Regions from separate parts of the Mus musculus genome. Here regions 1, 2, 4, 5 and 6 are each linked to region 3. The links are chromatin contacts, called in public HiChIP or PLAC-seq and promoter capture Hi-C maps. All regions are on one chromosome and are shown on one strand. Each heading gives the region's core, a stretch centred on a gene start, on an enhancer-like site or on the middle of the called end of the contact. The rest is flanking DNA. Distances are from core to core; before and after follow the strand shown. Region 1 holds the start of Supt5 (suppressor of Ty 5, DSIF elongation factor subunit). Region 2 holds the start of Plekhg2 (pleckstrin homology domain containing, family G (with RhoGef domain) member 2). Region 3 holds the start of Psmc4 (proteasome (prosome, macropain) 26S subunit, ATPase, 4). Region 4 holds the start of Zfp607b (zinc finger protein 607B). Region 5 holds the start of Samd4b (sterile alpha motif domain containing 4B). Region 6 holds the start of Pld3 (phospholipase D family, member 3).

Region 1 (4,256 bases), core at 754-3,253, 290 kb before region 3:
CCTGAACGGGTCACCTCCGGGCAGACACTGATTTACGCAGTAAAAGGCTCCAGGTACAGTGAACGCTCCCACCCGGGCAGACACTGACAGACTTCCATTTCATCTCATGCGCTCAGACACCCACTCCTCTGCTTTCCCTATGAATAGCTAGGCTTTGCTTGCTCTGGAGTTCTGTATGGATGGGATCACACCCTCTGCCAGATCCCACCGTCTTTTGCTTTCACTGTGCATACATGGTTTTTGAAGTTAATTTGTGCTTTTCAGTAGTTTGGTGGAATTTACTGTTTCTTCCTCCTCTCCCATTTGGTTGTTTTGAGAAAGGGTCCTGTTTTGTAGTCTAGATCCATTGGGACTTCAGATTCTCCTACCTCAGTCTGCCAAGTGCCAGTATTACAAGGTAGGTACCACCATATCTAGCTGAAGCACGTGACTTAAAAAATTTAAACTTATTGTATATATATTATATGCATATGTAATGTTATATATGTGTGTATGTATTGTATATATACCCATATACACACATGTATACACACATACATGAGTGGGTGCATGTATTCCAACTATAGCATGGATGCAGAGGTCAGAAGAAAACTTTTTGGCTATCTTCCTTCTATCATATAGGTTCCAGGGATAGAACTCAGATCGTCAGGTTTCTCAGCAAGATACTTTATCTGATGAGCCATCTAGATTGCTCAAGCATGCTGCTTTTATTAACTTTCTGTCTTGAATTTTTTTTTGTGTGTGGGGGGTTCGAGACAGGGTTTCTCTGTGCAGTTCTGGCTGTCCTGGAACTCACTCTGTAGACCAGGCTGGCCTCGAACTCAGAAATCCGCCTGCCTCTGCCTTCCCAGTGCTGGGATTAAAGGCGTGCGCCACCACCGCCCGGCTTGTCTTGAATTTTTATGTCTGTGGATATTCAATGTCAGCCGAGGCCTGAAGAGGGCGAGCATTAGCTCCCCTGAGACTGGAGTGAAAGCGGGTTGTGAGCTGCTGGAAATTGACCACAGCTCCACAGCAGCCAGCGTTCTTTGGCGGTTGAGCCAACTCTCCAGTTTAGGTTTTATTGTTTTGTTTTGGTTACAGTGTTTCACTGTGTAACCTTGGCTGTCCGGAATTAAATAAATGTGATGGTTTTGTGCATAACTCCTGGCTCGCCTGTCCACCTTCAGTTCTTCTTCTTCTTCTTCCTCTTCTTCTTTTTTTTTTTAAGATTTATTTATTTATTTATTATATGTAAGTACACAGTAGCTGTCCTCAGATACTCCAGAAGAGGGCATCAGATTTCGTCATGGATGGTTGTGAGTCACCATGTGGATGCTGGGATTTGAACTCAGGACCTTCGGAAGAGCAGTAGGCGCTTTTAACCACTGAGCCATCTCACCAGCTCCCGCCTTCAGTCTTAAATCCGTATTAAAGTGTCTTTCATTGTAAGCATGGTGGCACACGCCTTTAATTTCAGTACCAGGGAGGCAGAGGCAGACATGGGCTTATCTTTGTGAGTCTGAGATTTAGCCAGGCTACAAAGTAAGGCCTTATCACACAAACAAACAAACAAACAAACCAGATCATTAATAACACAATACTGTGCCGCGCTAAACTAACAAGTTTTGAGATTGTTTTGAGCATCGCCAGGAATTCGGATTTAACCTGAGTCTAGGTCCCTAAAAATCTAGGGGAACTCCTCAGAATGCCGAGGGTGGCGGTGTGAAGCCGAATCTCTGTCCCGTCACCTCTGACACCTCCGAGGGAAGTTTAGAGGACGGACGAGCCAACAGTTCACCCGATTCAGCTCTGGGTTAGGAGAAGCCGATTACTTTTCGACCTTCTCAAGATGGCGGCCGTACAGTCCGCGTAAACCACTTTGGCCACTCCGGAGATGGCGGCTCCAAGAGGCCGCCCTCAGAGCAGGCCCCTAAAGTCTCGCGTTAGGTGAGACTGACGCGCCAGTTCTCGCGAGAGAGCGCTCAGGCCAGCTAGGCGTTGTGTGATCCGCAGCTGGCGCGGAAGCTTCAGGTGGCAAGCGATCGGTGAGCGGGCGTGGGACGGCAGGCAGGGGCCGGAGCGGGGGTCGGGGCTGGCGGAGGTTCAGGACGTGTGCCGGCCGCAGCCAGGGCCGGGTGTGCTAGCTGCCATAGCCCGAACAACGCGGGTTCGCGACCGCCTGAACCAGGCTGCCGGAAGTGCGCCTGGGGATTTTCTCCCCCGGTTTACCTTGCGGGGAAACTGAGGCTTGGGGGTGGCGCTTTTGGTTCCGCGACGCCCTGAGGCCGCGGTCTTCCTCTGCAGCTGCGGAAGATGTCGGACAGCGAAGACAGCAACTTCTCCGAGGAGGAGGACAGCGAGCGCAGCAGCGAGGCGGAGGAGGCCGAGGTCGGTGCCTGGGATTCTTAGGGGAGACGTTGCGCCTGGGGACAGGGACAGGGGCAGGGCAGAGAGGGCCCTGGGGGAGCCGGGGACTCGGAACGGCTGGGGGGGAGGGTGGTTCCAGATTGTCGGGAGAGATGGACGAGTGTGCAAGTCAGCGTGGAGCGCAGGGGCAGCGTCCAGAAGGTGGGGGTGCGCCAGGTCCACGGTTGGCTTTCATCTGATTTGTTTCTTTCGGTTTACTTTTTATCACTTGCGATGCTAGGATTGAGTTCAGGGCCCTGCTAGGTGGACAGCCCCAGCTCTTAGGATTCTTTCGTGTTTGTGTTTTTAGGTATCCCCAGTTGTTCCAGAAGTGTGTATGTATTGCCTACTGTGTGCCAGCCTGTACAAGTCTTTGTCCTTGGGCTCCTGCTAACAGATTTTAAAATGTAAATCGACAACTGATGGGTGAATGTGAATTTGCTACTGTGAATAAATATAGCCAGTAAATATGAGAGACTCCCAGGTTCAGCATCCTAGTGTGAAAATCCAGATGATTTTGTAACTTTTCTAGTCTTCTGTCGATGCTACGAATGGAAAATTCCACATATGACAGGTCAAAGTCAACACTAGTGCACTAAAAATACTGTGTTAAATGACTGTGCACAGTATATATGAAAGATATATGAATTTCATGTATTGTCCCGTTCCAAGGTACCTTATTGTGTATGTGCAAATAATCCAAAAATCCTCCAAGATCTGAAATATGTATACTTTGGATTTTATTTGTTTTGTTTTGTTTTCTTTTCTTTTTTTCTTTTTTGGTTTTTCGAGACAGGGTTTCTCTGTGTAGCCCTGGCTGTCCTGGAACTCACTCTGTAGATCAGGCTGGCCTTGAACTCAGATCTGCTTGCCTCTGCCTCCTGAGAGCTGCCTTTGTTTTTCCTTTACCTCCCAAGTGATGAGATTCCTGAGATGACAGCACGGACAGCCTAAAATAGGAAATCTCATCACATCTTGTCTCAAGCTGTGAATTAAGGATACGTGGCCTGAGATAACTCTTTCTAGTACTCTGGTGAAAAATCCAAGCACAAAAAGGGAGTAGAGGGTCCTAGCTGCACTTTGAAGCCATCAGAATAAGTCAGAGTGACATTTGAATGGGAACTTACCGGAAGAGAGGGGGTAAATCATGTGGTTGTCTGTCTTTCTTTCTTTCTTTCTTTCTTTCTTTCTTTCCTTCTTTTTCTTTCTCTTTTTGAGATAGGATCTCACTATGTGTAACCTTAGTTGGCCTAAAACTAGCTATGTAGACCAGGCTGGCAAACGCATAAAGATCTACCTGCCTTTGCCTGCCAAATGCTGGGACTAAAGATGTGTCCCACCATGCCTGACCCTTCCCCCTTCTTTTAATTATGGGGATAGAACTCAGGGCTCTGTACACATTAAGTATGAACTCTGCCACTGAGCTATGCTTTATTTAATTGAGCATTTAGAGAGAGTCTAGTCTCTCTCTCTCTCTCTCTCTCTCTGTGTAGTTTTTGGGCTAGAGTTTCACAAATGCTAGGCAGGTACTCTGTCACCAAGCTGTGTTACGAAGCTGTAAATTAACTTTAATTTTCTTTCTTTTCTTTTTTTTTGTTTTTGTTTTTTGTTTTTTTGTTTTTTGTTTTTTTTTTGAGACACGGTTTCTCTGTGTAGCCCTGGCTGTCCTGGAACTCACTGTATAGACCAGGCTGGCCTCAAACTCAGAAATCCGCCTGCCTCTGCCTCCCGAGTGCTGGGATTCAAGGCGTGCGCCACCACCGCCCGGCTTAACTTTATTTCTATTTTTTAATTTATTATTTTGTGTGTGTGTGTTGTGTGTGTGTATGTCTGTGTAGCACATGTATTCAGTATGTTGGAGGTCAGAA
Region 2 (4,461 bases), core at 153-2,652, 320 kb before region 3:
CTGTTCAAAGATCTCCCCTGGGGCCGGAGAGATGGATCAGCAGTTAAGAACACTGGCGGCTCTGACAGAGCACCTGGTTTGATTCCCTGCACCATAACCCTCTGAAACTGCAGTTCCAGGGGATCTGCCGCCCTCCTCCAGTCTCTTTGGACACCAAGCATGAACATGGTACACAGACACACTTGCAGGCCAAACACCCATACACATAAAATAAAAACAGTCCATCCATGACAGCTATGATAATCTGCATCCCACCCTACTTATCCATACTTATCAGTAGCTAATCTAACGATACAGTTACACTCCCAGATGGTGAGGGAGCCAGGAGTTTAGGCCAGTCTGGGTAACATAGGGAAAGTCAAATTTTAAAAAAAAGTACTTAATTCGTAGACTTTCAGTACTCAGTCTCCTTAGTAAAAAGTCAAGTCCTCAGAGACAGAGGATACAGTTCCTAGTGAGTGGTCAGTAAAAAAAAAAAAAAAAAAAAAAAAAATCTGTTCAGAAACCTGTAGAAGACAAATATCCATAAAGAGTGTGTTGTAAGCATCCATCCATCCCTGGGATCTGAGATTTGGATTTTATCTGACGCCCAGGCCATCTAATAAGAGACGTTATTGCCCTCTGGCGACCAGAATAGAAACTGCAACTTTGGGACTGTTCCACAGACCATTGCAAAAAATTCACAAAGAAATGTTCATTCTTCAAAAATTCTGTAGTTTCCGGGTACAGTGACGCACGTCTTTAATACCAGTACTAGGGAGGCAGAGGCAGAGGCAGAGGCAGTGGCAGGCGCTCTCTGTGAGTTCGAGGCCAGCCCGGTCTACATAATGACTTCCAGACCAGCCAGAGAGTTACATGGTGAGACCCTGTCTCAAACAAGCCAAAACATTTGATTGAAATTATAAAATGTGAAGACTTCTAAACTGATGAGAGAACACCAGAAAAGAGGTAGATGAGTTAAAAAAAGAAGTGCTCCAGGTGAGGATCGAACTCACAACCTCGGCATCGCTTACGCCTAGCACTGACATATAAGTACCGCGCGCTAACCGATTGCGCCACTGGAGCTCCGGCCGCACCCTCGCGCCACAAAGTCCTTCAGTCAGTTGTAGTCGCAGGACTTTGTTGAACGGCTCGGCCCAACATTGCATATGCAAATATAAAGCCCGCCGATCGACCAATAAGAACAAGAGTGTGAGACTATTCCAGATTCTCACGCCTCCTGGGCCCTTGCTGTAAAAGGTAAAAAGTCCTCCCGGCTCTAGGCTCTTGGAATGTGGGCGGTGACTCGCCGTTGGAACCGCTTGCTTGCAATTATTCAGAGTAGGGGGCGGGGATTTTAAAAGCCTTTACGGGAGGGCGTGCCGGAAGGCGGCCCCTCCCCCCAGCAGGCGGGAACAGGATGTGAGCCGCGGCGGCGGCAAAGGGGAGGAGAAGCCTTGGGCGGCCGCCCCCCGCCCCACATCTGGGACCCGACTCTCCCCGCCCCAGATGCGGCGTTGCCGCTGCCCCCAGAGCCCCAGGACACTCATCCCGGAGCCCGAGGCGTTCATAGTCTTGGGCCCAGGCGTCCGGGAACTCTGTCCCGCGTTTTAAGAGACCCGCAAGTCCCGGCTCCCGCAGAGGGGCCGGGACCTCTGATGTCCAGCGCCCCCTCCTGGAGGAGCCCGGGGCTCGGGAAGTCAGCCCCGAGGCTGGAGGCCCGTCCCGTACCCGGCTTCGAAGACCGTAGGATCTGTGGCCGTGCATCCTTCCCACGGGGTCCCAACTCTGAGTCCAAGACCCCCTCCTGGAGCCACTTGGGGACAGGACCTCGCGCCTCGACTTAGGGCTGCAGCATCCATCACCTCCAGGAGACCGAGGAGTTAGCCAGTCCTTGCGGTCCCTCCCGGAGGTGACTTCACTCCTGCCCCTCGGGTTCTGGAAACTCTGGAATCCCGGTGCTCCCGACAACACACAGCCCTACCTAGAAGACTGAGGAGTTTGGGTCCCCAGCGCCCTGGTCTGAGACTCGAGTAGAGGGTTGCAGCATCTTCTATTTAGAACACCGAGACTTCGGACTCCGGATCCCAACTCTCCCCGGATTCTGGAGTCCGAGAACCCCAAGTTCACGACCTTAAGTCTGGGTTGTGAGCCTCCCCAGGGATCGCGCGTTACGGTCCAGACGCGCGGGACTCCCGACCCCAAGGCCCGTGGCTCCCCGGGAGGTGAGGGGAGCGAGGGGCCCGGGGCTGGGGGAGGGGGCGGCGCCGAAGCGGAACAATGAGGGGGCGTGCCGGCGGGGGGTAGCGGAGGCGCCGGCTGGAGTTGGGGGCTGCAACTGCACAGGGGAGAATCCAACGGTGGGGACCGCGGTTGGGGCGCCGAGGGACCGACTGGAGCTGGGTGGAGGACTCGGGGCCAGCGCCCCAGTACGCCGTCTTGGGCGGGGTAAGGAACAGTCTGTAGGACCCTGGCATCCGGTCCCCCAGCCTCCGCCCTCCCCTGGGACCCCGCGGCCTCTCCCGCCCACGGTTTTTCCCAGCCCTGCCCCTCGCCCTCAGCTTCAGCCTGAGCCTGAGAGTTCCCAGGATCCCTGAGCCTTGGGAGGGGGGCCCCCAGACAGATGGGACTTGCAGACTCAGGCACTTTTGCTGTCTTCGTTCTTTGTCTCAACCTTTTTCCATCTTTGGCTTGTATTCTCAGCCCCTTCTTCCTGTCACTTTGTATCTTCTTGGGGCCCCTCCTTGAGTTTAGATCAGCTTCCAGCACCCTATCTGTGAGTAGGAGCGGCCGAGAGACCGGTGAAGTCTAGTTCCCAAGAAGTGGGTCTCTTCTGTAGGTCGGAGTTGTGCCACTCAATCATGCCCGAGGGAGCCCGGGGATTGAGCCTGCCCAAACCCAGCCTTAGGCTCGGGTGTGGCCACCAAGGTGAAGTTTGCGACTGCGCAGCAGTGAGTGACACTCCAACAGGTGAGCAGCCCAGACAGGTGGAGCCTGTGGGCATTTGTCCCTTCCTTCAGGACAATGAGCATCCCTCTATAGCTGGCCTAGTGCTGAGCATGGCCAACATAGCCCAGCCCTGTCACCACGGAGGAGACTGCTAAGCTGAGAATTCAGGAGAAAGGAGTTGGACTCAAAGAAGAATTCTGCATGCAGGGAGCAGTATGTGCAGAGGCTCACAGCTGCACCTTTAAGTAACTGGACAAAGTTGAGTGTGAAGAGGTGGGGGGCTGTTGAGAGCTGAGTGGTGGAAAGGGAACTGGGTGAAGGGTTCTACCATGGCTGCATTAGATGGGGCCCCGTGCGTGTGAGGAATTTGGACTTGAACATAAAGGGCCTGTGCTTATGTGAGTGACAAGGTCAGTTGGGCAGATTCACAACGATAGGTGTGGTTGATGGAAGATGTGAATAAAAGCACTGGAGGTTTAGGTCCCAGAGAGGAAGGAGCATTGATAGGTACTGAATCAGACTGGAGAAGTAGAGGAGTGGAGCAGAGACCTGTGGGGACTGTCACCTGAGTGTGGGTGACCATGGGGACCGTAAGACCGTGTGTCTGGGAAGCCCTGACCACTTGCTCCCTACCTCAGCAGCGCAGGCAGCCACCACCATGGCTTCTCCAAGGGGTTCTGGCAGCTCCACTTCGTTGAGCACTGTGGGCTCCGAGGGGGACCCATCTCCAGCCTGCTCAGCCTCCAGGCCAGAGCCCCTACCGGAGCCCCCCATACGCCTGCACCTGTTGCCTGTGGGAATCCAGGGTTCGGTGAAACCCTCCAGGCTGGAACGAGTGGCCAGGGAGATTGTGGAGACAGAGCGGGCGTATGTTCGCGACCTTCGCAGCATCGTGGAGGTGAGGTGGGCAGGTACCTGAAGACAGTGGGGACCCAAGCCAGGCCCTCGGCTTCTGTAACCAGTCATCCCCACAGGACTACCTAGGCCCTCTGATGGATGGCAGGGCCCTGGGGCTGAACATGGAGCAGGTGGGCACACTGTTTGCCAACATCGAGGACATCTATGAGTTTAGCAGGTGAGGGACAGGAAGGGGACCACAAGGGGACTGGCTGCTGTGGCAGGGGAGGGGCTGTGGCCTAACACTAGCCTGAGTGCCTCTTAGTCAGTGGCCTTGTGTGGGCTGGCATGGGAAGTGTGGTGACATGATGGGGACAGTGAGGACCTAGCGTGGGAAGAAGTATAGAACCATACAGATGCCATGTTGGGCTCTCAGACCTCCAGTCTGAATGTCCAGTCCCAAATTACTACTGCACTTCTGTGAGCCTAGGACACCCTGAGCTCTGGACAAACCTAGTTGGTTGTTTGCCCTAGTGAAGAAGACACTGGGGCCCAAGTGTAGCATCTCAGAATCCCAAGAGAAGCTCTTTTAGGGGGAATGGAGCTGTCAAGACATGGTCTTTCTGTGTAGCCCTGGCTGCCCTAGAACTCACTCTGTGCACCAGGCTGGCCTCAGACTCAAGAGATCTGCCTGCC
Region 3 (4,738 bases), core at 728-3,227:
AGCTGGCTGCCTCACCGGGGCTTTCCAGGTGATTTTTGAAGGATGACTATGAGCACCCAATCTGATGGTGATATCTGTAGGCTTGCTTGTCTTGCTTTTCCTAGGAAGCATTACTCAAGAAGACGCCCGGGACTCTCCATGGGGATTCTTCCAGCTGCCTTGATGGGGAGTCATCTATATGGTGCTTCTACTTGTTTTAAATGGCTTTTTGCCTCCAGTAGTGAGTTTCCGTAGGCTTTTGCCCCATCAGTAAATTTCCATTTCTCTGAGACATATGCCACTCCCCTCTAATGTACTGCAGATCTCTTACCTGTTACACCACAGAGAGGAGAGAGTGCTGGGGTGCCCACACTTACCTCAGCCAGGCAACAATTCAGTTATTTCCATGTCAGTGGACCAAGACATAGGCCTGCTACAGAAGAGCTACATAAGCACCATTAGATCAACAGAGAACAGGTGGCGTGGAACTCACCAGCGGGACACCTTAAAACCAAAGAAAAACACAGCCTCCTAATAGCTGGAGAGCTGCCTCTCTCAACTATTTGTATTGCCTGCCAACAAACTTCACCTTTACTTTGTGGTCACTGTTTTTCTGTCTTTTAATTCTTCAACTGATGGAGGGAAGGAACCCACCTGCTAGCCAGTGTGAGAGCTACTGTAGATTCTCCATACCATACAGAACAGATAGGACGTTCAATTTGTGCAGCATTATGTAGCTAGAAAATAATGATTTGTGCCTGCTACCTATCTGTGCCCCAATAAAAAGTTTACTTAACAAAAACTATAGCTGTTATGAAGTGTGGTAGTGTATATCCCTGGTACAAGGAATACAGATCTAGGTTCTAACCCTGCTTTACCAGTTGCTCAAGTGACTTCAGTGCTTGGCACCAGCTTCCTTCTTTGTAGAAGAGAATATAATACATACTAAGGATTTTAGCTGGGCTTGCTTAGCATATCAAAGTTCCTGAGCCATAACAACAATCAAAACTCAACAGGAGGCTGAAAAGATGGCGCACACAGTCTGTAACTCCAGTGCCACAGATTCCTATGCCCTTTTCTGGCTTCTGCATGTACTGAATCCAGGTGCACAAATTCGCACTCCGATATACACATGTACACGTAACTAAATATAAAATCCTTTCAAAACGTTTAATTATGTGTAAGTGTGTTTCTGCTAGCGGGGACGTGTGCTTGAGTGCAGGTGCCTGCAGAAACCGAAGGAGTTGCCTACAGATGCTAGTGAGCTGCCCCACCTGGGTGCTGGGAACCGAACTCGGGTCCTGTAGAAGAGCCACAAGTGTTCTTCAGCACTGGGCCATCTTGACAGCCCCTAAAAATAATGTGAAGAGGACAGAGAAGAAAAGATTCGACAGGACTCCGCAAAGATCTGCATTCGCAGCTGCCTCGGTTTCTCCAGCTTTGGTACGATCTGATTGGCTCCTCGCCGTTCTGTGACCTCTGCTTCTCTCTTCAGGTGGCGGCCAGAGAAGGTCAAGAGATTCTTCTGTGGAACTAAAGGCTTCTTTAGTGCCTCTCGTTTCTTATACTTAGTTATGTCTGCGAATTCCTTCTAACAAAGCTCTGGAGTTTTTAACAAGTTAGGACAGGACTTGATTAATCTTCATATTCTCAGTTCGGGGCTGGCTTTGTAAAGACAAGAAAGTAAAAAAGTGGATAATATTAAAATCAATCAATCAATCCTCTGGAGACTTTTCTTCAAGAGCAACTCGGCCGCGCCATCTACTGGAGAAACCTTCACAACGCGCGACGGGCCGCGAAGCAGGATGGCGCCAGAACAAGAGTTACTGCGCACGCGCAACATCCTTGCGGGTCCGCGCGCGCGCGCCTGGAGCGCAGAGCGCAGGAACCCATCTTGGGGGCGGAGCCCAGGGCTAAGAGTTTCCCGCCCTTCCTGTTATCCGGCCCGTCAGGTCAACCCGCAGCGGTACCTTAAAAACTACGTTTCCCAAGATGCTCTATGTGAAGGACTTCCGTTGGCGTCAGCGGAAGCCGTGACTGGCCGGGCTGCACTGAGGCCGGCTTGGTCACTATGGAGGAGATAGGCATTTTGGTGGAAAAGATTCAGGTGCAGTGGGGATCTGGGTTTCTTAGCGGGAGCTGGACATGAGTGGGGTGCTGAGGGGTTCTCAGGATCCCAGCTCTGGGCTGGGTGGTTTCAGAGGCCTCGGTGTCGAGCTTTGGGTGGTCCCGGGGCCTGGCGGGGTAGTCATGTTGTCAGGAGGGCGGCAAAGCTCAGAAAAGCAGAGCGGGAGGAAAGTGGCGTTGAACTTAAAGACTTTTCAGACAGAACGGTTGCGAGGCCTGGAGAGCTGTGCTTACTAGCTTTTCGGTTTGGGGTCTGGACCAGGTGGAGGATGATGTATGGGGGCCCCGTGGCCTAGGTATGTTCGTGGCCAAGGGACCAGTGGACTCACTGTGCTTGGGACGTGAACGGTGAGGCGTTAAGTATTGGTTGTGGTTTGGCTGAGTGACCTTTGGCTTTAACGTGAGTTGGGAATCTGACATGAAAGCTTTTGGGGGGGGGAGGGGAAGAACTGGGTAATGAGACTCTGAATGTGACTCTGACTTTAAAATCCATGGGACTTTTAGAACCTCTTGAGGGGACTGGGATGCTAAGGTTCGGTATGGAGCTGCTGCAAAACTTTCATGATGAGTTTTGTTTAAGGGGCCTACTATTAGCAATCTACATAGGGGACTGAGCAGCTCCTGTATCTATTGAGAGATAGTGAATGATGTCAGGTACTGGAGACATAGGTGACTTGGTGGCGAAATAGGAAGAACGCTTTCGCTGATTTCACGAGATGATTCTCTGCTTCCAACACCAAGTTGTCTTTACCGTCTACAGGATGAGATTCCAGCACTGTCCGTGTCTCGGCCGCAGACCGGCCTGTCCTTTCTGGGACCCGAACCTGAAGACCTGGAGGACCTGTACAGCCGCTACAAGGTGTGTTCAACCCTAAGCTGGCTCCTGCATACCTCCCATCCCCCATCACATACGCCCCCCCCCCCACCTCCCACTGTGGTACGGCAAGGCTGCAGCCAACCCTTTGCCCTCCCTGTGCGTGCAGAAGCTGCAGCAGGAGCTGGAGTTCCTGGAAGTGCAGGAGGAGTATATCAAGGACGAGCAGAAGAACCTGAAGAAGGAATTCCTCCACGCCCAGGAGGAGGTGAAGCGGATCCAGAGCATCCCCTTGGTCATCGGTCAGTTCTTGGAAGCTGTGGATCAGAACACAGCCATCGTGGGCTCCACCACAGGTGAGTGGTGAGGCAGGCTGGGAGCAAGGCAGGGTGATAGAATGGCCAGAGTACTGACCGATCCAGAAGTGGATACATACTTTATTTTCTGAATGTCTCTTTCTGCCTCTCAATTCACGTGTGTGCGTGTAGTTTCACCATCCAAGTGTGATGGTGTACGCCTTTAACCTCAGCACTTGAGGAGGCGGAGGGACAAGAGGATCTTTGTGTGTTTGAGGTCAGCCTGGTCTACCTAGTATGTTTCCCGGAGTACATACAGAAACCCTGTCTCCAAACAAGAAGAAATTTACCATGTGGGTTGGAGTACCTTTGATGTTTGTGGTTCTAGTCTGTTTGAGTTGAACAAACTGGTGGTCACTTCCCTCGCCTGAGTTAACGCCACAACTGCTGCTGGATATGGAGCTGCTGTCTGGAAGCATCGGTTGTGTGTAAAGACGTTTGGCTCTGTTGAGGACTCAGCATACAACAGATGCTAGTGACATAAATCCATACCCTGCTCTTACAGTAGCTGACGATTCTGGTGTCTTACCTGTCTTTTCCTGCTGCTCGACTGAGCCGTGTGTTTATAAAGGCTCTAGATAAAGTCGTGTAACCATGTGGGATTGGACAGGTGGGCTTTGAGGAAGTGAAGGGAGAGTAATATCCAAGATGAAGGCTGTGTCTTTGAAAGTGAGACTTAAGACGGTGGGGCTCCCTGAGATAGTGGTGTGATTGGAGGGGTGGATTTGGAGGCAGACAGTGGGGAGCTGAGGCTGTGGAAGATGTCTGGGTGGCCGCTGCACTCACAAGTCTTGCTGTAGAGAGTAGATTGGAGAAAGGAGATGGAGGCTGCTGACCAGGAATTTATATGGAGACTTAGGCAGGGGATAGTTCCAAATGAGGGCAGGGTTTGGTGGTGGGCTAGGTGAGAGCAGAGGGAGGTGGGGTAGAGAGAGTGAGTGACTGAGGGGGCCAGAACGAGGCTTAGTCCTCTGGCTGGCAACTCGGGGACAGCACAGTTGAGTGGAGAACACCAGGACTGTGCTGGGAACACATTGAAAGATTCCCAGGGCCATCCAGGAGACCACATGTGAGATGCACAGAGCTGGACCTCAAGAAGGAAGCAGGGCTGAAGACCAGCAGGGAAGTCATTAGGATGAGCATGGGGGCTAAGAGGGGATGACCTAGGGCCAGACGTGGGAAACGTGGAAAGTGCCAGCTGTGTGTAGAGGGAAACGGGGAAGGAGTGACGTCAAGTCTCTGGCATTTCACTTCGTCTTCCTTCCTGTCTGCTCCCAAAGGCTCTAACTATTATGTGCGCATCCTGAGTACCATCGACCGGGAGCTGCTCAAGCCCAACGCCTCGGTGGCCCTGCACAAGCACAGCAATGCCCTGGTGGACGTGCTGCCTCCCGAGGCCGACAGCAGCATCATGATGCTCACCTCAGGTGAGGGGGGCACCCGGGGCCCTGGGAGTCCCACG
Region 4 (4,254 bases), core at 749-3,248, 360 kb after region 3:
TCGATTCCCAAGATTCACATCCTGTCTCACCAAAGTCCCTACCTCCAGCTTCAGGGGAGTTGGCGCCCTCTTCAGGCCTCTCAAGGCACATGCATGGTGCGCACAGGTCTGGTGGGCACAACCCTCAAGAACAAAAGATAGAAATACATCTTGTTAAAATTAGTATCTAGTATCAGAAAGAAAATATAACGTGGAGCACATGGAGGAAAACTCACACTACTGGAAGGAATGTAAATTCATACAGTCACTGTAAACAGTGAACTCCCACCTGATCCATCCATCCATCCCACTATGGAGTGGAAACCAAAAAAAGGAAATAACATCAGCATCAGCAAGAGACATTTACACTCCCACCGCTCTTCCAGCATCATTTCCATAGCAGTGATACGCGACCTCACCAGCAGACGAATGGACCAAGCACATGGAGGATGGGGCTCACGCACAGTGAATCATTTACTACAAAATGGATGCACACATGCAATACGCTAAAGAGGAAGGCAAGCACGGGGGATGGTGATGGCTCAGGGGTTGAGAGCCACTATGGCTTTTCCAGAGGACCGAGTTCAGTCTCCTGACAGCTACAGTGCCTGGAACTCAAGCTGCAGGGAAGCCTATAGCTCTGGTTTCCAGAGGCACCTGTGGTCATGGACACATAACCCAACATACATAACTTTGAAGACAAATACTTCATCTTTAAACAAAAGACAGACCCCCATGGTCTCAGTCATGTAGAATCTGAAGCTGTTTTCTCCTAGGAACAGTAAGATGCCGGTTACTGGGGTTTGAGTGGCGGAGGCTGGATGTGCAGCATCGGGGTCGAGAGTGGGAGGTAGATCTATACCATAAGCGAGAGAGTTGGGAGATGTGTCATGAAACATGGTGACTGGGATTAATAGTTTGTAAAGTCTTAGAGAGTAGATGGCAAGTGTACTCGTGACAAAAATATAAGTTAGATGAAGTCCTTCAGTGCTATCACTTTCCCACTCCCGAAATCCTCACAAGCGAACAGACCATCTATCGACTGCATTCTTTTCCTGTCTTGTGATGCCATGGAAATAGAAATCAGATGTAGAACAGCAGCGTTTGAAAGCCCTAATGCTAACCTCTGTAGGTCCCTATGGAAAACAGCTTGGGAAAAAGATGGGATTGTCGACAGAAGACATCAAGGGTCACTGAAATGATAATGTGAATACTAGCTGGAACGGGAGGGGACACTAAGGACAATAGTGCAGTTGTAAATTTGCATGCTCCTGCTTCATTTCCTAACAATTCTATATTCTAAAACTAAAACCTCAGTTCTCAAACCGAAAAGAGCACTCACTCTTGAATCTTAGATGGGTAGCGATAATATTTTCATTATTCTCCAGCCTCCCTCTTGAATAATGGCCTAAGCAGGGAACCCGAGTATACATGAGATCGCAGACTACATTTGAGAGCATCCTCAGTGAGAACTTTCCTTCTCTTCCCTCGATATTCAGATTCGGCAGAGCTCTGAGACAGTCACGGAGCTCAACAAGTACCCTCCCTCCTAGACGACACCCCCGTCCTTAAATTATAGCCCTAAGCTCAAGTCTGAGCCTCGGGGAAAGCTTCCCTTCAGACCCCGCACCTGACCTCCCCTTACTGAAGCTTGGTCCTCTGCTTTAGTCCCTGTGTCCCTGAGAGAAAGCAGGAGCAGACAGCGACAAGCAAAGAGACACAGATTATGCAGAGAGCTCAAGGTGTGTATACAGTTAGACACTGACAGACACACACGCACATACACACACGTACACACACCACAGTTCCTACACGCCCACACATCAACACCCATTCGCCACACCCACACCCGCCTGCGGTCTCCCGCCTTACTCTGTGGAGGCCAACCAGTGACTTCTGATTCCCACCTGACCATCCGGGGTAGCTCCGCCTGCACACCAGAAGTTATCTACTTCCGACCCTATGCTGCCTGGGAAATGTAGTCCCCTTGTCCCAAACTACAAGAAATATAATGCTTCATAGTTCTGGGATATCCCAGCATGCAACCTGGGCCAGCCCATCTGGCAGCTGCGCCCTGTGCTTTGTGGGAGTTCCCAGGGATGGTGCCCTTCTCTCTCTCTCTCTCTCTCTCTCTCTCTCTCTCTCTCTCTCTCTCTCTCTCTCTCTCTCTCTCTCTCTCTCTCTCTCTCTCTCTGTGTGTGTGTGTACTTCCGGGTTCTGTGAGTAACTGGGTTTCACCCCTGTGGAGAAGACAGGTGAGCCTAAGTTTTAAACGCAGGCTAGGAAGTAAAATTGGATCGAGATGTAATTGAATACGCTTTGCCTGAGACCCACTGCAGGGTTCCACCTCGCTGTGCTCTGGTGGGACTTTGTCAGTGTTCTGGGTTTTTCTGAACGATCAAAGAAAGAGGGACACTGCAGAATGAATTTAGGCTTCCCAGAAGCAGAGGGATCCATTCTGGTGAGCTGAACTAAACGGCTAACAGCTTCGCAGGAGGGCTTTTGTGATTGTTACACAAAGGACCTTTTAGCAAGTCAATTCCCGCATACCCAAATCTCATATCAGATCTCAACGAACCATAAGGTAAGTAAACAGAATCATAAAAATTCCAAGTTAAAAAAAAAAGAAGAAGAATTCCAGGTTTGCCGGGAAGACAGCTTATGGGAGTCTGAACTTTTCTTCACAGCAACCAGAAGCCACAGTATACACCAGCTTCAAACACCTTGTTCCCAGCCCCCATTTGCCTAAGATGGCATATCAAATCTTCAGTATGCGCCTGTCCTGCTGAGGAAGTTGTTGAACATGTCCCGTTACACAGCGGCATTGTGGCTGTCCCTTAGTCTGCTCAGGACACCCGATGAAGAACCCTCTTTAGCGCTCAGATTTCACATCCTCGGTTGGACCAATAGGCCATCTACAGAGCCAGATCTATGGGGAAACCGTGCATCTGAAACCCACTATACAGACAGTGCTGTGGCCACAAAGGCACCGGCTGCTGCAGTCGGGAGCTCACGGAAGTCTCCATCCCACTAAGCCCACGGGAGCACCTGAGTTTGAGATGAACTGTGGTCAGAATGGTTTTGTGCCCCGTGGAAAGGTTATCCTTGGGGTTTTCAAATGGTCATTTCTCTGCCCTCACCTCTTGTTTCTATCTGAAAATGACATTGTAATACTTAGATTTTTTAAAAAAAACTCTCGTGTTTCAAGTTCTATAAACAAAATCTTACCATTTGTTCTCTGCCCTGACAATAAATGCAGATTGCCCAAAGGCTGGGCAGAGAGAAAACAGGGCAGCACGTCTCCCAGCCAGGGGGAGGAATGAGAGAGGGAGTTTCAGATCACCAGGAGGAGGAGAGGGTCTGAAAAGATGCCATGAGAAAAAAACATCTGAATCCCAAAGAACCAGATCTGTGATAATATGCAAGCAACGTGGGATGGAGCAGGTAGCCAGATTAGGATTAATAGATCAATAATTGCCCAGATTAGGATTAATAGATCAATAATTGCCCAGATTAGAATTAATAGATCAATAATTGCCCAGATTAGGATTAATAGATCAATAATTGCCCAGATTAGGATTAATAGATCAATAATTGCCCAGATTAGGATTAATAGATCAATAATTGCCCAGATTAGGATTAATAGATCAATAATTGCCCAGATTAGGATTAATAGATCAATAATTGCCCAGATTAGGATGTAATAGATCAATAATTGCCCAGATTAGGATTAATAGATCAATAATTGCCCAGTATCTGGGTGCAGCTTTGTTTCTCTGTGTGGTTACTGGGGACTAACAAAAGTTAAAAGAAATGCAACCACCAGATTACTTCACACTGTGATATAAATACATTTATATTTTAAAAATAGTTCATTTTATAATAATCGAGGACATGAGGCCCGACAGACCAGAGTGGAGTCCCTCATTCCATGTGACAAAGCCACCTTATATCTCCCCTCCAGGAGTTTGTTTTCCTAGACTTCTTCCCTGAAACTCTTAGCACCCTCTCCATGTGGGCCCCAGGTTAACAGACTCCCTCCTTACCACCTGGTGTCCAGGAATCAGAAACCCAACTACAAGCACACACTGTAGGTTACCTGACAATCACATGCCATGGGGTATCTCCCTGTAATAAGTATAAGAAGGGGCCCTCACAGTGCTGGACGGTGTTGTCCATGCCTTAATCCCTGCACTTGGGAGGCAGCATCAGGCTGATCTCTGAGTTCAAGACCAGTCTGGTCTACAGAGTGAGTTTCAACAGCCAGGGCTACAC
Region 5 (4,598 bases), core at 1,244-3,743, 390 kb before region 3:
GCAGGCATTATCATACACAGGGCCTGGCCTTTTGATCTCATGAGTGTCCCACACAGATACACAAGTTCCCCTTCCCTTGAAACAATTCCTGGGTAATGTGACCTATTTATATGCCCAAATTTTGGAAAAAAAATCAATTCATAAAGCCACCTGTTCTATAAAGAAGAAATAAAGGCAAAGTAACTTATGAGAAAACCATATGTATTTTAGTGAAGAAATAAAAAAAATATTTCTAAGTTCTTGCTCCACTTGACTTTCTGTGCTGGCTCCCCTTTTTAATAATGGGCAGGTCCCATCACTGGTCTCCATCCCACCTGCCAGGTACCTCTTCAGTCTTCCCAACTCTTCCTATGATCTCTCCCTGACCCCTGATGAATCTTCTCCTAAGCCTCCATACAATTTTAGTTCTTCTATTTTAAAAACAAAGAACTCCCTCTCTAGCTTGTGTGGTGGTACAGATCTCTAACCCCAGCACTCAGGAGTCTGAGGCAGGAGTCTTGGCCAGCCATGAATATCTAAAAAGACATTGTCTCCAAAGACCAAAAAAAAAAAAAAAAAAAAAAAGGTGGAGTGGGCTGGGAAGATAGCTCAGTGGTTAAGAGCACTGACTGCTGCTCTTCCAGAGGTCCTGAGTTCAATTCCCAGCAACCACATGGTGGCTCACAACCATCTGCAATGGAATCTGATACCCTCTTCTGGTCTGTCTAAAGACACCTACAGTGTGCTCATAATTAATAAATCTTAAAAAAAAAAAAGACTTAAAATATCTGTGTTTCTCTGCGCAGCCCTGGCTGTCCTGGAACTCGCTCTGTAGACAAAACTAGCCTTGAACTCAGAGAGCCACCTGCCTCTGCCTCCCGAGTTCAGGGTCTCAATATGTAGACCAGGCTAGCTTCAAGCCTACAGAAATGCTCTGCTGGGATAGGACGCGCCGCTAAGCCCAGTTCCCGTCAACTCTTTCCTGTGCCATCTTCACAATGTTGGTCTAGTACTCATTTCTTTTCTCAACTCATGTGCCCTCATTTCTCAGAATTCCGTCTGAGCCTTGTCTCCATTCACCCCTCATACCCTCCTTGGGATTGGTCACAAACTCCCACAACCTCAATTACCATCTCTAATGATCCTTAAATCCTGGTCTCCAGCCTCAATTTGTGCCCGAGGTGGGGCAATGGTCTTGACCTCAGTGTTGGCTGTCCCACATTGAGCTTCTCCTCTGGGACCCAATCTCCCAGAGGGCTTTGTCCTGGACTTTTCTCTTCCGCCCTGTGGCCAGCCAGTGGCAAAAGGCTAGTTCAATGGGCCACCTGAGTGTCCCGCCTACTTCGCACCTCCTCCCTCCCCAAGGTCCCTTCCAGATGCAACCCCGCCCCAACTCCCCAGGTAGCTCCCTGGGTTCTCTCTTCTGTGTCTCATTCCTTCTCACCCCACTTCCCTATGTAAGCTAGAGGCGTCCCTTCCAAACTCCCAAGTCCCCAAGACCTTACTGGCCCCGTCACTCTAGTCGCTGTGCCTTTAGCACAAGTGCATACTCCCTCCAGTGGCCAAACATCTAGCCGCAGCTCATTTCCTACCACTCCCTGTCGTAAATTCGACACTCCACCCTGACTGTATTTCTTGGAGTTCTCGGAACAAGCCACGTTGCTGTCACCCTTCTGGAGAGCCGGCCCCTTTCCAGTCAGTTCACCCCAGCGCAGGACAGTTTGTGGATGGACTAAGATCACGACAAGAGTGATGGAAGCAATCTCCATTTATTGACAGCCTCTTATGTGTGGGGTCTTATCTCTTTCCACCCTTAAAGGGTCGACCTCGCTCATCTTGAGGTGTCACTTGAGGCGCGGCCGATCGATACCAGGAGCCAGGAGGCAGCATTGTCATCCCAAAGGGCGATGGTACTACCGGACACAAACCCTGGGCGGGGTGTGACCGAGGGGCGGAGAGGAGGGGGTCCTTGAACGCCAGAATGAGGAATTGTGACTGGGTTCGCCGCTACTGAGTTAGACCGGCGCGAGACTGCCCCCTGCGGGTCCGTAGGTCCAATCGCGGGCTTCGCCAGACCGTTGCCCGGGGCAACGCGGCGCGCGCCCCTCCTCTTCCCGGCCCTCTGCTCTCCGCCCGGGGCCTGTCCGTCTGTCCGTCACCTTCTCGTCAGACCAATCGTAGTGAGGAGGGGGCGGGCCTCTCAGGCCTCCTTCCAGCCCTGTCGCTCCCCTCCAGGCCAAGACCCCGCCTTTCTTGCCGCACACCTCCCACCCTTCGGTCTGCCCTCGCCGCCAGTTGGCTGGGCTCACCGTCTGTCAATAGGGTGTGAGCTAATGCTGGCGCACAGTGGCCCTCCGGGGCGGGGCCAGGGGCGGTGACGCACGGCGCGGTGACGCAGCGCGACGGCGGCGGCGGCGGCGGCGGCGGTGGTCGGTGCGGGAGGAGGGAGGGGAGCTCTCGGGCCAGAGAGGGGGCGACGGCGGCGGCGGCGGCGGCGGCAGCGGCGCGGGTGGCGGCGGCTGCCCGAGGAGGTGCGGGTGGCGGCGGCGGCGGCGGAGGCCGAGGCGGTGAGTCTCGGGCAAGGCCGGGCCGGCGGGCGCGGGGCGGCGGCGGTCGAGGCGCGCGGCGCTCCCCTCAGGGCGACCCAGGCCGCGCGGCCGGCCCCGCCCCCTCAGGGACCCCGCGCCGCGGGCTGCGGCGGGCGGCTGACTCGGGCCTCGGGAGGCCGGAGGATCCTGGAGGACCCCTTAGGGTTCCGCACTCAGCCCGTTTCTCCCTACCCGGGCCCCTTCCTCAGTTTCCCTCCCAAACCGTCACGCCCTGGGGCTAGCCGAGGGGCCGGGCCCGGGGACTTCTGTCCTGACTCGGCACACATCTGCCTGGTCCTCCCGCACGACTCCAGCGGCCTCCCCGGAGACCACCCTCAGCTTTCAACTGCCTCCTCTGGGGACGCTCCCTGTGGATCCCCGCCCTTTGGTCCTTGGTTCTCTCCTCACATCTTCCTCCTGAATCGCAACACATTCCTTGGTGGCTACTCGTCATCTGTCTTCACAGCACAGATATTCCAGGCATCTCCCCCAGGAAGAACCTTAAAGCCCCTAAACCGCCCCCAGATACTCTCTGCATCTAACCCCCCCCCCATCTGCATCACATATTCAAGTCATCTCTCCTTCAGACTTCTTCAAATACCCCCAAGAATTTACCCTTCTACCTCTCCCCATTCCAAAAGTCTTAGAGATTTTCACTCTTATCCCCAAATTCTTCAGGATGTCCCTGGTGAACACTACATCATCCTTAAAGAGCTTGCATATCCCAGAACAGTCGTCCTCAGATACTCAGGAAGTGCTCTTAGATGCCAAAACTCACCTAGAGGACCCTCTCCTCTCCTCTCTTTGCTTCCACCTCCTATATACGCCCTGTCCTCTTCTCATATTTCTTAGACCCTTCTATAGATTTCCAAACTCATGTTACACAAATATTCCCCAGCTTGGAATGCTCTAGAGGTAATCTCATGTACCCCAGCCCTTTTCTCCTCAGCCTCTACACCTTCTAATCTTGAAAATCTCCAGAGTTCCTCTCATATTCCCAAAACCTCTTCCAAAGCCTGTCTTCTGTATCCCAAATCCTTTCCAGTAACACACACCACATGTTTTAAGAATAGTGTACGGACTCCAAAAAAGTTTCCTCATAGCCTCTATTCTTCTCAAACTTTTCTTGGATAACCTGAAAATTTGAAACTCCCTTTCTAGCCTTTGGTAAACTTTCTGACACTCTTCCTTACAATACTGAAACACCCCTCTAAGCTACAGCTTTCAGGACCCCCATGCATCACAGAACTTAGTAACCCTGAGATGGCCTTTAGTTCTTTCTTTTTCTCAGACTTTCTTATTAAAAGACTTTTCTAGCTATCTCTTCCTCAGAATCTCCCCCACCCCCAATTCTCTAGAACCATCTTTAGAAAGCCTTGCATACCTACCTAATCTTTCTTCAGTATAGCTGAACACCCAGAATTCTTTGTGGAAAACCTACTCCAATGCTTTCAGGTCTTCATTAGGAGTCTTCTTCCCTCAGCCCTATATGCTTGGGGTTTTTTTTTGGGGGGGGTTGTTTGTTTTTAAACTTGAGATTTCTCATAAAGCCCCCCAATGCCTACCCTACCCTGTATTTAAAAATCCCTCTGTCAGGACCTTTCTCAGAAGACCACTTCCTAAGACATTCTTTAGAGATTTTTCTCCCAAGCCCCGTGTCGGTAATCTATAGCACTTTCTGGAAACCCACCCTCAATTTTCTTCTCTGACATCCCCAGTCTTATTTCAGGAATCTGTCAGATGAATCCCAGTTAGGCTAAATCTCTTCTTGCTTTCTCTTATCCCTCCATTCTTAGTCCTTTGAAATTATAAACTCTTCTGGATACTCAGCCTACTTCCCCCACTATTTCTGCAGGGGCCCCAGCATCCTTCAGACTCTCCCTTCCCAAACTTCCTCTACTTCTGGAATCCTAGTGCTTGAAGACTTCTCTCAATAGACCAGCTGACTGACCTACCTATCTTCCTTCTTTCCTTCCTTCCTTTATTTTTAGACATGACCCCCATAGGTCTCTCCTTTCAGAAGTGGAAAGA
Region 6 (4,702 bases), core at 152-2,651, 500 kb after region 3:
TGCATGGGCAGGTACATCAATGGGGAAAAAAATTAAAAACAAGTACCTCTGCTTTTCTCCTGGGGGGGGGGGGGGCGGCAGGTGGGGAGGGGCAGAGAGATAAGTAGGCTAAGTAGGTAAAGGCCACCAGGCCAAGCTATCCTCTGGTTTTACATACAGTGTAATAAAACATGTCATTTAAAATTAAAAAATATATATATTAGAGGGGTTAAAACAGCAAACTCAAAGTTCCTACAACTACGTCTGACAGGTATTCATTAAATCTGAACTAAACTAGTGACAGACTGGGACAGTTGTAGACCTAATGTAAGTTGCATGCAGATGTGAGGTGGAAACCAAGTATATAAGACTATTTAGCCACCCTGGCATGATAGCAGAGGCTTTTAATCCCAGCACTGGGTAGAGGGGCAGAGGCAGGCAGTTTATCTGTGAGTTCAAAGCCAACCTGGTCTATGTAGTGAGTTCCACGACAGAAAGAGCTACAAACAGAGACCCAGCTTCAAAAATAATAAATAAGTAAATAAACAAACAAACACACAAACAAAACAACTTTTCAAGTATCTTTCATTTACTGCCCACAAATGAAGAGGAATGTTCTATTTCTATTGTATTTCAAGTTAAGGTTCCCTTCTCCTGGCTAGGATAACAATGCAAAATGCCCCCTTTTAAATTGAGGAACATGCATTAGTCATTATTTTAAATCGCTATTTCAGGACTCAGGAAAGAGGCAAACAATCTTCTTGACTGTTGTTTTGCTTCCTTTGGGCTTCCCTCCTCTATGTTGTTAGAACTCTCAGCTACAATCCCGATCCACCGAGCTGTTGGTATGCCAAAGACATTCATCAGGATCCACACGACGAACATAGGAGCCTGAGATTATCGGTTTTCACTAAACAGAGAAAACTTGGGCTCAGAAAGGTAATGACACAGGCCCAGTTCTTGCAAAGGGAAGCTGGGATTAGAACCCAAACCCGCTGGCCTGCTAGCTCGGGCAGCTCCCGCGCGGGTACCCATCATCAGTGCTAACGAGGATGGAAGAGTAACATGGAGAGCTCTGAGAGCAGAACGGGTGTGCACGACCTGACGTCCCATTACACGGGTTCTACGGTCAGCTTCTGGGCCCCCATTGTACAGAAGAGGAAACTGAGGCTCAGAAAGAGAAATCATTTATCTGATCGTACAGTATGGGCTGCGCGGGAAGTCCAGACCCCCGGCCACCCCGTATCTCCATCCCTAACCTCCTCCGTCCCAGTCCCGCACCTCACCTGGCACTCTGGGGCCCGCACCCCCACGAGGCGCCCGCCCGCCCTCCGGGTCGCGCCAACTGTCAGACACTCCTCCCTCGGCCTGGGCCGCCCGCCCCGGAAGTCCTGCCCTTGATACCGGAAGCCAGACTGCACCTTCCACCAGCCGCTCTAGCCCTCCTAGCCTCCAACCAGCAAGAGAGTGTGGGGCGGCGACCATCACATGACAACACAGAGCCTCGGTCGCGAAGAACGCCGCCAATCAGAAAGGATCAAGTCTAGCCCCCACCCTGCCCGCAGTCTAGCGCGACTGCGCCTGCGCACAGGTGGGCGGGAAGGCGGGGCTAGGTTCTGGAGTAGAAGACTCTGACGTGCAGGTACTGTGCGATCTGGTGCGCGACACCTTGGCTGCCCTCCCTGTGTCACCCTCTCGTCTATAATGCATCTCTTCTATATCGTCCTTGGCCCACTTAGGTGCCCTCATCCCTTCTCTTAAATCATACCCCACTTAAATCGTCACCACCCCTCCCCTTCTGACGCCATGACCTCTCTCACATCGCCCCCTCCTTTAAGAAGTAATTTTTGTTTTTTTGTTTGTTTACAATTAATTGAGTATCTGTGACTGCATTTACCCGAGGAGATCAGAAGATGTCTAATTCCCTGGATTTGTAGTTACGAATGGTTGTGAGCCATCCCATGTGAATGCTGGGTTTTCTAGTTCAGGTCCTTTGGAAGAGCAACAAGTGCTTTTAACTGCTGCACCATCTCTTCAGCACAAACATTGTCCTTTTTATTCATTTTCATTCCCCTTAAGCCCTGATTGGCCTTATATGCTCAGTTTTCTCTTTTTATGTGACAGGGTCTCCTTGTAACCTCAAAGTATGTCAGCTCAGACACGCCCCTGCTGTCCCCAGTGCTCCGCTGGTCACTCTTCCATCTTTGTTAGCACTGGGTACCTGTGCGGGAGATTAGCATTCAGTCACCAGTGCAACTCAGGCTGGCCTTGAATTTTAGATCCAATTGCTCAGCCTCCTGAGTGTGGGGATTGCAAGCACTGATGAGCCGGTCTCTCTGTCATCATTGTCTTAGTCACCCACACATCTCCTTCATGAAACCCCCATTTCCCCTAAATCTCTTCATACCAGTTATTCTTGTACTTCCTGTTTCCATCTCCCCTTAGATTACCCTCAAATCGCCCTGGTGTCTCCATCTCTCCACTAACACATCTGTATTCAGCATTACCCACAAGGAGCCACCCAGCCTTATAGCTTTCCCTCCTCTGTGGGTACACGTTTCACATATTTCCATGGTGTGGGATATTATATGGTATTCTATGGTATCCCAGGGTCCCAGCTTCACCCCTAAACCTGTGGGAAACCCAGGCCACCAAACCATGCCTCTCCAATTCCTGCTTTCCCATTTGTAAAATGCACAGTAGCCAACAGGTTTGTGTGTCTGTAAACCCAATGTCCAGGAGCTAAAGCAGGAGGATCTCTACCTCAGCCTCTGATACATTACAAGTTCAAGGCCAACCTGAGCTACACGAAACTGTCAAACAACAACAAAAGCGCATGGGGACACTACCAGGAAAATGTGAATTCTGAGCGTTTGTTCATTTGTTGGCTGAGCCTTGTGTAGCTTAGGCAGGCTTTGAATTCCATATGTAGCCATATGTGGTCTTGAATTCCTGATCCTCTTACCTCTGCCTATAGGTGTTTGTAAAAATGAATTATTATGTTTTAGCTAGCCTATATAAAAGATACACAGTCCTGGCATTTTGTTTACAAGCTGTAAACTTAAATTGGGCAGGTTTTGGAACTATTCTAACATACATCTCTGCCGCGAGTCTCTTGTACATCTCTGCCGTAAGTCTCTTGTTACGTGCTGTTTGAATCTTCCTGGGGTTGCTTTTGGGGTCTATTTCTCCTGGCCACATGTTCATGGTCCATCTCCAGTCCTGAAGGCCTCTTTCCTTGGGCTCCTTTATCCTTCCTTCCTTTTCCTACCCTGGCCTCTCCTCAGACCCCTCATTTTATCCTCAAGGCCTGCCTCTTTCTTCCTATTGCCCAATTGCAGGCTCTAGCCTTTTATTAACCAATTAGCTTTACATTGGGGAGCAGGGTTTATATAGCATCACATAGTGTAGCTGAGGGTCACCTTGTTGGGGGCAACCAGACCTTGGGAGCCAATATTTAGCATATGAATACATAACCCCCAACAGGCATTGGCCACCAAACCAACCCTAATTAACTTGTAACACAGTTAGTTTACTGTGGCATTGAGCTAATATTGTTACTTTGTTACTGACCACGTTGCCTTCAACTGGGACTGTCATCACTGTGTTGCACACTATGGGCCTGGGTAGATGGATCTGTGGGTAACATTTGATGTGCAAGCATTCGGACCTGCATTCGGATCCCCTGCATTCAGGTAAAAAGTCAGATTTGGTGGCTGGCACATATCCACCATCCATAGGTCTGAGGATGCAGAGATAGGAAAATCCTTGATTGATTGATTTATTATTTTTTAATGTTTGGCGTTGTATATATTTTTTAATGTGTATGGGTGTTTTGCACACATGGATGTCTGTGAACCACATGTGTGCTTGGTGACTGCAGAGGCTAGAAGAGGCATCCAGTGCCCTGAAACTACAATTATAGATAGTTGTGAGCCACCAGGTAGGTACTGGGAACTGAACCCAGGTCCTCTGCAAGAGCAGCCAGTACTTCTAATTGCTAAGCCATCTCTCCACCAGCAGATTCTTTGATCTCCCTGGCTAGCTAACCTTGTCAAGTCGGTGAGCTCCAAGTTCGGTAAGAGATGCTTCTTGGGGCTGGCGAGATGGCACAGTGGGTAAGAGCACTGACTGCTCTTCTGAAGGTCCTGAGTTCAAATCCTAGCAACCATATGGTGGCTCACAACCACCCATAATGAGATCTGATACCCTCTTCTGGTGTGTCTGAGGTCAGCTACAGTATACTCACATATAATAATAAATAAATCTTTAAAAAAAAAAAGAGATGCTGTCTCAAAAAAAGTAAAACACGAGTTAGGCATGGTGGCCTTGAAGAGACAGAGGCAGGGTCTGTGAGTGCTAAGGCACCATGGGATCCATAGCTATTGCTAGTTCCAGACAAGCCAGAGCTAGTGGGTAAGACCCTATCTCAAGATAACATTTATACTAATAGGTGAAGGATAGAGAGAAACGCTTGACCTCTGGCCTCCACACATGTGTACACAGGATCCTCACACATACATGAGCACATGCGCACGCGCGCGCACACACACACACACCACACACTGCACTATCCCCAAGCCTGGCACGCATTCATTATTCTAGATTGTCAGCATTCATTGACCCCGCACTGCACCTCAGCCATCCCACCCTAGGACCTCCGTGTTGCCATCAATCCTGCAACTTCGTGGTTATGGACCCAAAACGTGGCCTGGGACCTATG

What was found. Promoter capture Hi-C pulls out the DNA fragments that hold promoters and counts their contacts. HiChIP or PLAC-seq counts read pairs in DNA pulled down with a chosen protein or histone mark.
Region 1: a promoter capture Hi-C map of pre-B cells shows a contact between it and region 3. The contact joins the promoter of Supt5 here to the promoter of Psmc4 in region 3. A contact is called at or near these places in 20 of 39 promoter capture datasets (the 3T3-L1 cell line, 3T3-L1-derived adipocytes, the C10 cell line and 13 more), 2 of 15 datasets of contacts at CTCF or cohesin (the NIH/3T3 cell line and embryonic stem cells), 6 of 484 Hi-C or Micro-C datasets (CD8 T cells, cerebellum, embryonic stem cells and 1 more), 11 of 115 datasets of contacts at active chromatin or transcription factors (the SCID.adh cell line, astrocytes, bone marrow-derived macrophages and 8 more) and 2 of 9 other capture datasets (liver and pancreatic islet).
Region 2: an H3K27ac HiChIP or PLAC-seq map of microglia shows a contact between it and region 3, with 6 times the contacts expected there. The contact joins the promoter of Plekhg2 here to the promoter of Psmc4 in region 3. A contact is called at or near these places in 4 of 39 promoter capture datasets (cranial neural crest, frontonasal cranial neural crest, liver and 1 more), 1 of 484 Hi-C or Micro-C datasets (embryonic stem cells) and 5 of 115 datasets of contacts at active chromatin or transcription factors (astrocytes, embryonic stem cells, memory CD8 T cells and 2 more).
Region 4: a contact with region 3 is called in an H3K4me3 HiChIP or PLAC-seq map of pro-B cells, with 5 times the contacts expected there. The contact joins the promoter of Zfp607b here to the promoter of Psmc4 in region 3. A contact is called at or near these places in 7 of 39 promoter capture datasets (the C10 cell line, the HPC-7 cell line, embryonic stem cells and 3 more), 1 of 484 Hi-C or Micro-C datasets (embryonic stem cells), 3 of 115 datasets of contacts at active chromatin or transcription factors (T-cell acute lymphoblastic leukemia, memory CD8 T cells and pro-B cells) and 1 of 9 other capture datasets (adipose tissue).
Region 5: a promoter capture Hi-C map of neural stem cells shows a contact between it and region 3. The contact joins the promoter of Samd4b here to the promoter of Psmc4 in region 3. A contact is called at or near these places in 7 of 39 promoter capture datasets (erythroid cells, hippocampal neurons, liver and 3 more), 1 of 484 Hi-C or Micro-C datasets (the HL-1 cell line) and 1 of 115 datasets of contacts at active chromatin or transcription factors (memory CD8 T cells).
Region 6: a promoter capture Hi-C map of liver shows a contact between it and region 3. The contact joins the promoter of Pld3 here to the promoter of Psmc4 in region 3. A contact is called at or near these places in 3 of 39 promoter capture datasets (the C10 cell line, liver and pre-B cells), 1 of 115 datasets of contacts at active chromatin or transcription factors (memory CD8 T cells) and 1 of 9 other capture datasets (liver).

Annotation. Positions count from the first base shown.
Region 1 is chr7:28,336,466-28,340,721 of GRCm38.p6, reverse strand. It overlaps Supt5 (suppressor of Ty 5, DSIF elongation factor subunit), which reads left to right and starts at 2,003. Exons shown (of 30, transcript NM_013676.1): 1 at 2,003-2,027; 2 at 2,287-2,370. The coding sequence starts at 2,296.
Region 2 is chr7:28,369,603-28,374,063 of GRCm38.p6, reverse strand. It overlaps Plekhg2 (pleckstrin homology domain containing, family G (with RhoGef domain) member 2), which reads left to right and starts at 1,402. Exons shown (of 19, transcript NM_138752.2): 1 at 1,402-2,204; 2 at 2,819-2,949; 3 at 3,567-3,826; 4 at 3,903-4,003. The coding sequence starts at 2,841. It overlaps n-TIaat16 (a tRNA gene), which reads right to left and starts at 1,065; the gene lies at 971-1,065.
Region 3 is chr7:28,047,331-28,052,068 of GRCm38.p6, reverse strand. Psmc4 (proteasome (prosome, macropain) 26S subunit, ATPase, 4) reads left to right here and starts at 1,977. Exons shown (of 11, transcript NM_011874.2): 1 at 1,977-2,086; 2 at 2,867-2,965; 3 at 3,090-3,276; 4 at 4,557-4,703. The coding sequence starts at 2,051.
Region 4 is chr7:27,687,084-27,691,337 of GRCm38.p6, reverse strand. It overlaps Zfp607b (zinc finger protein 607B), which reads right to left and starts at 1,998. Exons shown (of 6, transcript NM_001112731.1): 1 at 1,852-1,998; 2 at 43-123.
Region 5 is chr7:28,434,086-28,438,683 of GRCm38.p6, reverse strand. It overlaps Samd4b (sterile alpha motif domain containing 4B), which reads left to right and starts at 2,493. Exons shown (of 13, transcript NM_175021.3): 1 at 2,493-2,546. It also overlaps a transcript of Gmfg not described here.
Region 6 is chr7:27,549,917-27,554,618 of GRCm38.p6, reverse strand. It overlaps Pld3 (phospholipase D family, member 3), which reads left to right and starts at 1,401. Exons shown (of 14, transcript NM_011116.2): 1 at 1,401-1,621. It overlaps 2310022A10Rik (RIKEN cDNA 2310022A10 gene), which reads right to left and starts at 1,329. Exons shown (of 10, transcript NM_175107.5): 1 at 1,266-1,329.